Regions from separate parts of the Rattus norvegicus genome. Here region 2 is linked to region 1. A link is a contact called in public Hi-C data. All regions are on one chromosome and are shown on one strand. The core of a region is the stretch at or near the end of the contact, and the rest is flanking DNA. Distances in the headings are between cores, read along the strand shown.

The links. Hi-C and Micro-C count contacts between places; a contact is called where the count stands out from the background.
Region 2: a Hi-C map of frontal cortex shows a contact between it and region 1, with 2.6 times the contacts expected there. The contact joins the promoter of D430041D05Rikl here to the enhancer-like site in region 1. A contact is called at or near these places in 3 of 12 Hi-C or Micro-C datasets (frontal cortex, kidney and prefrontal cortex).

The regions. Positions count from the first base shown.
Region 1 is chr3:111,154,705-111,159,530 of GRCr8, reverse strand. The region is part of intron 1 of D430041D05Rikl (RIKEN cDNA D430041D05 gene like); the gene reads left to right. Among named protein-coding and RNA genes, the nearest start is that of D430041D05Rikl, 80 kb to the left of the region's middle. Within about 2 kb of position 3,365, at least 1 of the 93 cell types and tissues checked has an H3K27ac peak or open chromatin away from gene starts, as enhancers often do.
Region 2 is chr3:111,235,837-111,241,083 of GRCr8, reverse strand. D430041D05Rikl (RIKEN cDNA D430041D05 gene like) reads left to right here and starts at 3,861. Exons shown (of 21, transcript NM_001419547.1): 1 at 3,861-4,543. The coding sequence starts at 4,309.

The DNA.
Region 1 (4,826 bases), core at 2,116-4,615:
ATACGAGATGGGCTTTTTTAATGCATAAATGTGGGCATCTGGATGTTAGTGCAGGGGTGTCTCAACATTCCAGCAACTGAAATCATGAAGAAGGATGTCAGGCTTCACTGGTCCATTCACATACCACTCTTTTGCCTCTGTCGGGGCGGCGCTGTGACAGTATCACATTCATATGCATTTGGGTCTATTTACTTCACACGCACACGCACACACACTCACACTCACACACACACTCACTCACACACACACACTGACACACACTCTCACACACACTCACACACTCACACACATGCACACACTCACTCACACACACTCATGCACACACACACTCACGTGCACACACTCACACACACACACTCACGCACACACGTCACTTCCCCTTCAGGCAGTCCTTTATCATGGGTTTGTTTTGAGATGACGTGACAGGTCTTTCTGAAGTGAGCTGTGTGACAGCTACTCTGGGAATGATCACACATCTGACGCTCTTACTTGACAGATCTGCCCCCTAATGTCACGTCGCCTTTGGCTACTTCTTTGTGTGCTGTCTCACACAAGGCTTGTGTGTGATCCTCAGCGTAGGAGGGTTAGCCTAAACAACATCCTATTAGTAGCTCGACATAGTACTTCTTATTTGTCACGATCGTGCAAGGAGTTGAGGACCTGAAGCAGCAGTGTCCTGGAGGACATGAGAAACCGATTGTGATTCACGGCGTACCCCGCTTCACACGATCCATCGAACCTTTCCCTACTTTGGTTTGTAGAAAAGCCTCCATCCCACCCACTCCTTGTATCTTTTATCTCTCCCTCAGCAGCCCATAGCACATCCCTTATGCTCCTCACCTCACTCTCCACTCACCAGAGCAGTTCTTTTCAAAGAAAGTGATTAAAACATCTGACTCTCGCAGTCATGGCTGCCTTGGGTGGGGCATACACATGTTCTGAGCAGCAGGTACCCGACAGTCTCTGGTACTTGGAGAGGGGCCTCCACTCCGGCTTTTCATTGGTGACTTTTGGTGGGAGTCTGAGGCTGAGGTGAGGTGGGGAAGGGAAGCAGGTGAGCATGTGGTGTGCACCTGATTTTGAGGAGCTGGGTTGCTGCACAGCAATGCAGCCCAAGCTTGATGTCCCGATGATGGGTTGTGGATAGGAAACAGTTCTGTTTGACAGATATGATATGGGTATGTTCCTATAGATGGGGGGTGGGGTTAGTGGGTTCCTGGTATATCAGAGCCATCTGCTGGTTAAAAATGTCCGTGTGCTGGCACACCAACTGCTTGCTTGATTATGGGTATGTCCACTGGTTTGATAGACTTGACATATGAGTGTGAATATGTGTGTAAATTTGGCACCTGTTACACAACGCTGGTTACAGGAAGATTTATACATACAGAAGGGGCTGTCAGCTTTGGGAAAGGATAGCTAATTAACATGACTTCCCTTACCTCTTGTGCTTCTGCTGTATAAGAACACAAGCAAAAATCTCCTATAAGCATTTACATTTAGTGCTTTGCAAGGATGGGTCGAGGTGTGAGGAAAATGGGGTCCATGGTTCTTGCTGTGTGTGATAGTTAAAAATGAGTATTTACACGCAGAGAAAAATACTCTAGGAGGAGTAGACGCCAGGATGTCACATATAGTTGTCTTGGCACAGAAGCGTTATTGGACACTGATTTCTTCATTTTTTTATCTCTATTATTAATTTTTCTGCAGTGAAATTTCATACTTAAATATAAGAAGGAAAGCATTAAGCTCATGTGGAGGATCGGTTTATATACACAATTCTCTATTTCTAGAGGATAATCAGTTCTACCTCATGTTTCCATTAGAAATGCAGGCTTTTCATGCAAAAGTATAGGTCACCTTTTCAATAAAAGGAAAGTCGGTATTCAAAGAAATGGTTAGGCCAGCATAACAATGTCTATTATGTAACAAGGATCTATGGTAGGCCCAGCTCTTTCCACACATGCTCAGCACAGCACACTTATACACACCGCCACTTATACATGACTACAAAGAGCTTCACCCAAACGTTCGAAGCACTGAGGCAGGTGAGTGATAATCTGGAACTTGAGCAATTAAATTATTTGGCTCTGAAGCTTGGCCCCTCCCTCCGCACCAGCCTGCCCACTGTGGCACGCAGGCATCTGGGAGCACTGAATTTGTAGGTATGCTCTGGACGTTTAATCCTACCTCATGCCTGAACAGCCAAATGGCTTACACCTGTGCAGCCTCTGTTCCCAAAGGGCCTGAGTGTCACTGCTGTTAAATGAATTACATGGTAAGGATAATCTACCCAAATAGTAAAATCCACCAACATTTATTTATAGGGCATGCACCGTATGCCAGATGTGCTGTCTTTTGTGTGAACTCTGTAATTCATAACAGCCCTTGGAGGTAGATATCACTAAACCTCTCATTTTGCAGACATGTTTCTACTGAAGCATGTAGAAAATTCACTTGTCTAGGGTCACCCAGCTAGAGAGTCCTCCAGCTGGCTTTAGAGCCTAGGCCGAGCTAAGACTTTACTTAGCTGTCAGTCTAAAAGGCTGAAGAAAACCGGATTCCCTCTTACTGGTTCATGATGACTTAGCCTCTACCAAGCTGGATCCAAAACCATGGAGATTTTTCTAAAGACTGAATGGTGTGTGCTTAATTCCAGAGAATGCCTGGATCATTTAGCATGCTGCCAGTTCCTAGTTAAAAATCAGAAGGCTGTGTAGACAGTTTACCAATCAGCAGGGTATTTGGATAGCCGTCAGTAATATGTAGGAAAGGCGGTTTATGTCATATTACATACTTCTTTGGACACTTGCTTTCCTCCATGGGTTAGATTGGACTGTAAGGTGACTTTCCTGGCTACATGATCTTTGTCAGGGAAAGTGGTCTTCGCCAGTGTATGTTCATACATTGGCCTCCTAACTGCTCCTTGGAAGTCTCAGTAAAATCTTCTGTATATATCCCTGTGCAACATCAGTTTTGTACTGGGGCGAGCTTTCAATTTCCTGAGAAAAGAGTTGTTTTTTTTCTCAAATAATTATTATGACCAACCTATGTCTGTCTTTATCATCATGCTGTGCATATTTTCACTCTATTCGCCAGGAGACAGCGCTGGGCAGACAGTGCCTTCGGTGGTTAGAGAATTGAGCTCTCCGAGTATTAGACCAGTGTACTTGTGGCGTTCCTCATCCCTGTAACAAAATACTTGGAGGAAGCCACTCAAGGAAGGAAGTTGGCTCATGGCTTGAGTGGAAGGAAGGCATGGGGATGAACGCAGCTCTGGGTGCCACAGAGCGTGAGGCATCTAAGCACACTGCATCCGCAGTCAGGAAGCAGAGAGAGATGCGAGCAGGCACCCTGCTCTCTTGCTCTCTCTTTTCCTCTCTTGTCAGTCTGAGACCCCAGCCCATGGGATGATGCTGACAGTGTGGATCTAGCTGCTGGCCTTCCTCAGTTCAACCTCTCTGGACATAGCTAGAGGTGTGATTCTACGTACAGTCAAGTTGACCCTGAAGCTCAAACACCATTCCCAGTCCCTTCCTGTACTGACCTCCGGCAAGGTCCTTCTTCGTTTTGCAGTTTTCTTTCACATATAATGAAAGTCAATGTTACATTTGCTTGATTCTCAGACCCACGTTCTTTAAGCATTTTTTTAACATCTCCGAAAGCCAAATGTTCATCATGGTCTAATTAACACATCTTTTTCTTTTGAATGATGCCTTACGTTTATCTAAATGCAGTACCTCCCTCTTCGGGCTATTCTAAGGACTATGTGAGGTACCATATATAAAAACCACTTGGCACATGAGCGTCATGAAATGCCATTGCCTTCCCTTTTCACACCCAGTCCCCGGAACCACACTCACCCTTGCCGTTGACTCATGGTTTCGCTCTTAGCCATTCTCCCCTTTATAGTTAAACTTCATTTGTTTTGTTTTAGCCAGGGCAAGAAATTTGCAGAAAAAGAAGTGGATGGTATGCTCAAAAATATTAGTGATGGCTACCACCAAACCACCCAGAATCATACATAATAAAAATGCCAGCACTACTGAAAAGGAACAACCAAGTCCACACCATGTGTCTAAGTTGACCAGGAAGAGAAGTGACAAGCATCTGTCTTTAGGCTAAGCTAAGGGCTACCACAGAGGATTGACTTAGTTTAAATCAAGGATTATTTTTCTGGTTGATAATCATAGACCACAGAGAACTTGACCCTTTTTCTGGCTGGGTAAGTATGGCAAAGAAGATTGTCTCATGTTAGCTTATATTACTGTCTCTCGAATCTGGCCCAAACAGTGTCTTTTCTCTTTAAACAATTACTTTATTCTTCTTATTTAGTAGCTCAGTAGCTGCTGATAGGATCATGTCAACTCTACCAGTTGTTGTTTTGAAACAGGGTAGTGTGTTGCAGAGGACTTTGAACTTCTCCTGAGTGGGATTGCAGTCAAACCCACTAGGCTTGGTTTATTTGGTGCTGGGGATTGAACCCAAGGCCTCTGCATGTTAGGGAAGCCACCTCCCTAGTCCCTGCCCATTGTGATAAGTAGGAATTTTTGAAAAGTCTCCAGTTTGCTCCAGGGAAATGTTAGAACCATTTTCTCTCCATGGGCTGTATTTCTGGAGCTTTGTGCTAGTGCTATGTGGGAAGGGGCTGAATCAATAGAAAGGACAGAGACATCTAGACTCCATGGACTGTACTCTTCACTACTCTGACTCACAGCCATTCCTTCATTCATTCAACCAACCAACAAGCATTTATTGTCCACTGTGTGTCAGGTATCACGATGCGCCTCAAATATACAAAAAACAAGTTAGATTCTGTCTCCCTT
Region 2 (5,247 bases), core at 2,612-5,111, 81 kb before region 1:
AGTTGGCTGCAGAAAGAGAGAAAGAAAGAAAGAAAGAAAGAAAGAAAGAAAGAAAGAAAGAAGGAAGGAGGAGGAAGGAAGGAGGAAGGAGGAAGGAGGAAAGGAGGAGTAGCGTCTAGAATGGGAAGGCATGCTGGTGTGAAATAATTTGGGAGCATCAGCTGCATGTTGCAAAAAGAGGCCAGGGAGACGTGTGCCCCAGAATAATGGCAGAATATTCAGCCCAGGGATTGAAATCACTCCTGAGAGATGGGCTCCTCTGCCCACTTAATGAAAAGATTCTTGAAATGACACCTGCCCCTCTAAACAATAAACAACCCGAAGGAAGTCCCAAAGCCTCAAGTTAGAATATTAAAATAAATACAAGAGTTTATGGTTTAAGAGGGCTGCGATTATCATATAATATATAATAAGATTGATTGAGCACTTACTGTGTGTCAAGTGTACATCTAAATGATTGACATGTATCAACTCAGTCCTTAAAACAATCCCATGTGGGAGTTACTTGGATCACTTCGGCTTTATAAGTGGGGTTTACAGAAACATGATTTCCCTTAGTCACTAGCTAGTAGAGGGCAGATGTTAAATGTTAAATACACAAGAGTTGGTTTGTCTATTAGCCAAACAATGACTCGTCCGTCAGAAATGCCATGCTAACTCATATCTATACATCTTGCACCCTGGAACGGAGGCAGGAGAATTGCTACCAGTTGAGGCCACCCTAGGTTGTATGACACAGTGTATTCCAAGTCAGCCTGGGCTATGCTAAGACCTTATCTCATCGAACCCAGTCCCCTGTAAGTGTCATGACATTTTTGCTTCTCCAGAATCAGGCCTCTCCCTTACTGACTAAGGTCTGGAGCCCAGCGCCTCAGGCTCTTGGCATCTGCTCCACTGTGGTTGCCCTGCCCTGAAGCAGGGTATCCCCTTCCCTGAGACCCCACTGTGTTGTCCTCACTAGATACCTTCCCTTTCCCACCATGATGCTACAACCTTTTTGACTTTCTATCTGGTCCATTTGCTGCGCCTGAAAAACTTCTACTTTAGGTGTTCTTGCGTCTTTTTCCTATTGCAGGCAGACATAGCCCTGTTTCCATGGGGGCATGGGTGATCTGCTCATATCTCTGTTCCCATGGGATGGGTGATACTCACAGATCTTTATCACACCGTGTTCTAAAGTGGTCACTGTGCACCTTCTTTGCTTAGTGGACTTCGAGCTTCTTGAGGGATATGATAGTATCTGGTCTCAGGTCTGACCTGTTGGAGGACAGAGCCTTTCAACCTAACAGCCAGAGACTGAAAAGCAATCTGTGTCATGTCTAAGTCTGGCAAGAAAGAGCAAAGGGAGAGTCCCATTTACGAGGCAGAGTGAGTGTCTCCACCCGCTGGCAGGAGCTCTGCTTCCTCCTTGAACTGTCATGGAGAATGTGGTGTTGGCCGAGTCTGTGTCTCTTGTTTTATATGCTGCCCTCTCTCTATTCGGATCTTTTATTTCTTCTGCCTCTTTTGTCTTCATCCAACCTGTCTCACAGCTGGCTGCAGCTGTGCCTAGAAAGTTTGGAGCTCTCCCTTGTCATACCTTTCTCTGTGTCCTTAGCTCCTCTGAGAGCCATGTAGATTGGTGAGCCACCTTCCCTTTCTTCCCTTCTTTAAGGAAAAGCCCAGATGTATCCAGAACCTTCCACGAATAGGCCCGAATGCCCCTTCCTTCTTCTGTCCTATTTCTCCGTGTGTTGTTGTTGAATGAAACATGTTGTGTATGCCCAAGCCCTGCTCTCCTGCCTCCTCCTCATCCCTGCTGGGCACACTTGATCTCTGTATCTGTCTGCCAGACCTTGCCTAGATGTTGGGCCACCATCCCTGTCCCCACTTCCTCCCCAGGAATCAACACTTGCCATTCCTCCCCCGCCCCAACCTCCTCAAGACAAGGTTTCTCTGTGTAGCCTTGGCTGTCCTGGAACTCATTCTGTAGACCAGGCTGGCCTCAAATTCAGGGATCTGCCTGTCTCTGCTTCCTGAGTGCTGGGATTAAAGGTGTGCGCAACCACTGCCCGGACTTGTAGGTTCCTTAAAACAATCCCAAACAGTACAGTACATTTAACCAGAGAGCAAGGGTGATCACAAGCCCAGCAGGAAAGGATGAGTACCCCCATTCAAATGCTTTGGGGCCAGAAGTGCTGCACATTTCAGAGTTGTCTGGATCTGGGGTATTTGTGTATACTTCATTGGTTGAGTATGTCTGATCTGAAAATTTGAAGTCATTTAGTGCTCATGTCCCCAAGTCGTAATTATTACCTCATTCATTCAGTATGTGGAGATAAAGATCAAGGGACAACTCTCAGGAGTTGTTTTTCTCTTACATGTAGGTGGGTCCCAGGGATCAAACTTAGGTTATCAGTCAGGCTTGGTGGCAGGTGGCTTTGCTCCATGGACCATCCTACCAGCCCTGGGACTTTTTTTTTTTTTTTTTTTTTTTGGTGCTGATATGCAGAAAAGTTTTTCATATTTTTGAGCATTTCTGATTTTAAGAACCCGCACTACTGCATTTCAACAAATCCAAAATGCATGATAGGACATACCTGCTCTCTGAAGTTAGTGTGTAAAATGTATTTTCTGCAAAACGTGGTCTTACTGCTATCCTGGGGACACAGGTGAGGGAGAGTAAACTCTTCTCCAGAACCAAGGTCTGTCTCTCCGTCTCTGTCTGTCTGTCTGTCTGTCTGTCTGTCTGTCTGTCTCTCTCTCTCTCTCTCTCTGTGTGTGTGTGTGTGTGTGTGAGAGAGAGAGAGAGAGAGAGAGAGAGAGAGAGAGAGAGAGAGAGAGAAGAGAGAGAAGAGAGTGGGAGGGCTATATTCCATTTCTCAACATCCTCCAGTTTGCTGGGCCTGGAACACACCAGTCAGTCCAGCCCAGCCCCAGGGTTTCACCCTTATGGATCTCTTTAGATTGTTCCTCCAGCCTGCCTTGTCCCTTGACCTCCTTTTGGTCCTCTCCCGAATGTCACCTTCTCAGCGAAGCCTCTTTTCATCCTGTTTACTGCTGCTGCAATACCTCCATCCCCACTTTCCAGCATTTTACCTTACGGTTTCTCTGAGACTTTCTTTTTGCATTGTCTGGTAGTCAGTTTATTTACCTCACTGCGTATATGCCTACTGCCTGACATGGTAGCTGGCAAGCCATGGATGCTGGATGCTGGGCAAATAACTTACTGACTGAAGGGAGTTCGAAGCACCTACGAACTAGGTAGCGTGCTCAAGGGTACAGATGCAGAACAAGGGTAAGAGCAGAAGGGCAATTTAGCTGACTCTGTCCTTTCATTCCACTACGGATGGACTGAAGAGTCGGCTCTCCTATTTGGGCAAGACTTTTTGGAAATACCTGTAGTTGTCCCAAAGCTCAGTGCACTGCCTTTCTCATAGTACGGCTGTAACAACTGTTTACAATGTGTTTTATTTACTCCAGCGTTTCATTGCAAGCAGGCCACGCAGCATGCATTCTTTGGGGGTAGATCTGGCCGGCAGGAGTCTGCCAGTCCCTGAGTAGTAGTGAACAATCTGCACAAGGCTCTGCGCTCATCCTCAGAGGGCCTTTCCAAGATGCAGACCTAGCTTCCTCAGCACATTGACCCTGATATTGTCTAGTCCCTTCTGTGGTCAGAAGACTATTTCCCCGACCTTTCCTTTCCGAGATCTGGGGACCCTGGGCGGAGGGAAGTTTCCCTCAACGAGGACCTCGCTGGCGCAGGGCAGGGTTCAGGCCTGCGCGCGGGAGTGTGGGGCGCGCGGTGGTTTCGCGCGGGGATGCGCGCGCGCGCGCCTGCCTCGCCTCCCTAGCCCGCTCCGGTGCTACGTGCTTTCTTTGTCAATGAGGCGCCGCTCTGAGCTGCAGTAGCATTCGCGGCTGGAGCCGGAGTCCAGCGATCCAGTGAACCGACAGGGACAGAGACCCGGGCGCAGGGGCGGCGGCGGGCGGCACGCTGCACGAGCCAGGTCCGCGGGTCCCCACGTCTCGTAGCCTCGCGCTCGAGGTGCAGCATCCGGCCCCGGGGAGGGGACCAGGGCGCCGCCCGTCCCACCCTCGCCATACCGTGGGAACCCCCATGCAACCCCGGTACCCGCGCGCCTGAAACCCCGGCTCCGTTGAGCCCGCCTCCGACCGAGGCAGGACGAGCGAGCAGCTCGCACCTCCTGCCTCCCTCCGACTCCCGGGCCATGGCCCGAGATGCCCGGTGAGGAACGGTGCGCGGAGGGCTGGGCTCCCGGGCGCGGCGTGGAAAGAGGCAGCGGCCTGGATGTATGAACAGTCCCTATGGCTCTGCAGGAGGCGAAGCCCCAGGGCCCGAGCAAAGCTGGGCCGGCGGCGCGGGAGCCCAGGGATCGGCCCCGGGAGCCAGGGCTCTGCGGGGCGGGCGGGATCGCCGCGCGCTGCCAGGGCGTGAAGAGCTCCGGGGCCCGCGGCTCCGAGGATGTGCTGCCGCTGCGGCCGCTGCTGCTGGGACTCTTGCTGCTGGCTGCCCTCTCCGGGAACTGCCGGGCCGACTCGGGTAAGCGCTTGGCAGCGGTTCTGCGCCCGCGGCGGGGTCTGGAGCAGCTTAACCGTGTGGTGGTGGGTGGTGGGTGGTGGGCTCTACAGCACCGCTGGGCTTTTCTCTGCCCTTAGTAGTTGCAACAGCCGGCGAACTGTCAGAAATCTGTCTCTGGGAAGGCATCGTGGGCGGTGAAGAAAGAGGCATGTTCTTATCCTTTTTTTTTCCCCTGGACAAGTTGTAAATGCTTCCTGGTGGTCCCACGACCACGCTTCATTTAGCTAGACACGGCGTAGTTAGGATAGCATAAAAGGGACCTAGTGGGACGTGTTGGGATCTTTTGGGCTTCCCGTTGCTTGTACTCACTTTGTCTTAACTGCAAGGAATGACCTGAGAGTTTGAAGCAATTTCCGTGTCGAAATAGCGTTTCCCCCTTTGCTCACAACAGCCCCCCTCTTTCCTTTTGGGAATGAGGTACTTAAAATAACTGATTGCATTTTGCAAAAGGTTCAGGTATTGATCAAGTGTTCACCTATTCTTTGCAAGAGGCTTGTTGAAGAACAGTCGCACTTGGTGCTCAGATTACCAACGACCCTTCAGAAACAGAGTCCTGTAATTCCGCGGACAATTTAGTGGATCTGCTGTAACTATTTGGGCGGAATTATTTTACCGAAGTGCTTTGAAACCTACACTGCGCGGTCAGCCATGGTCTTTGAAATAAG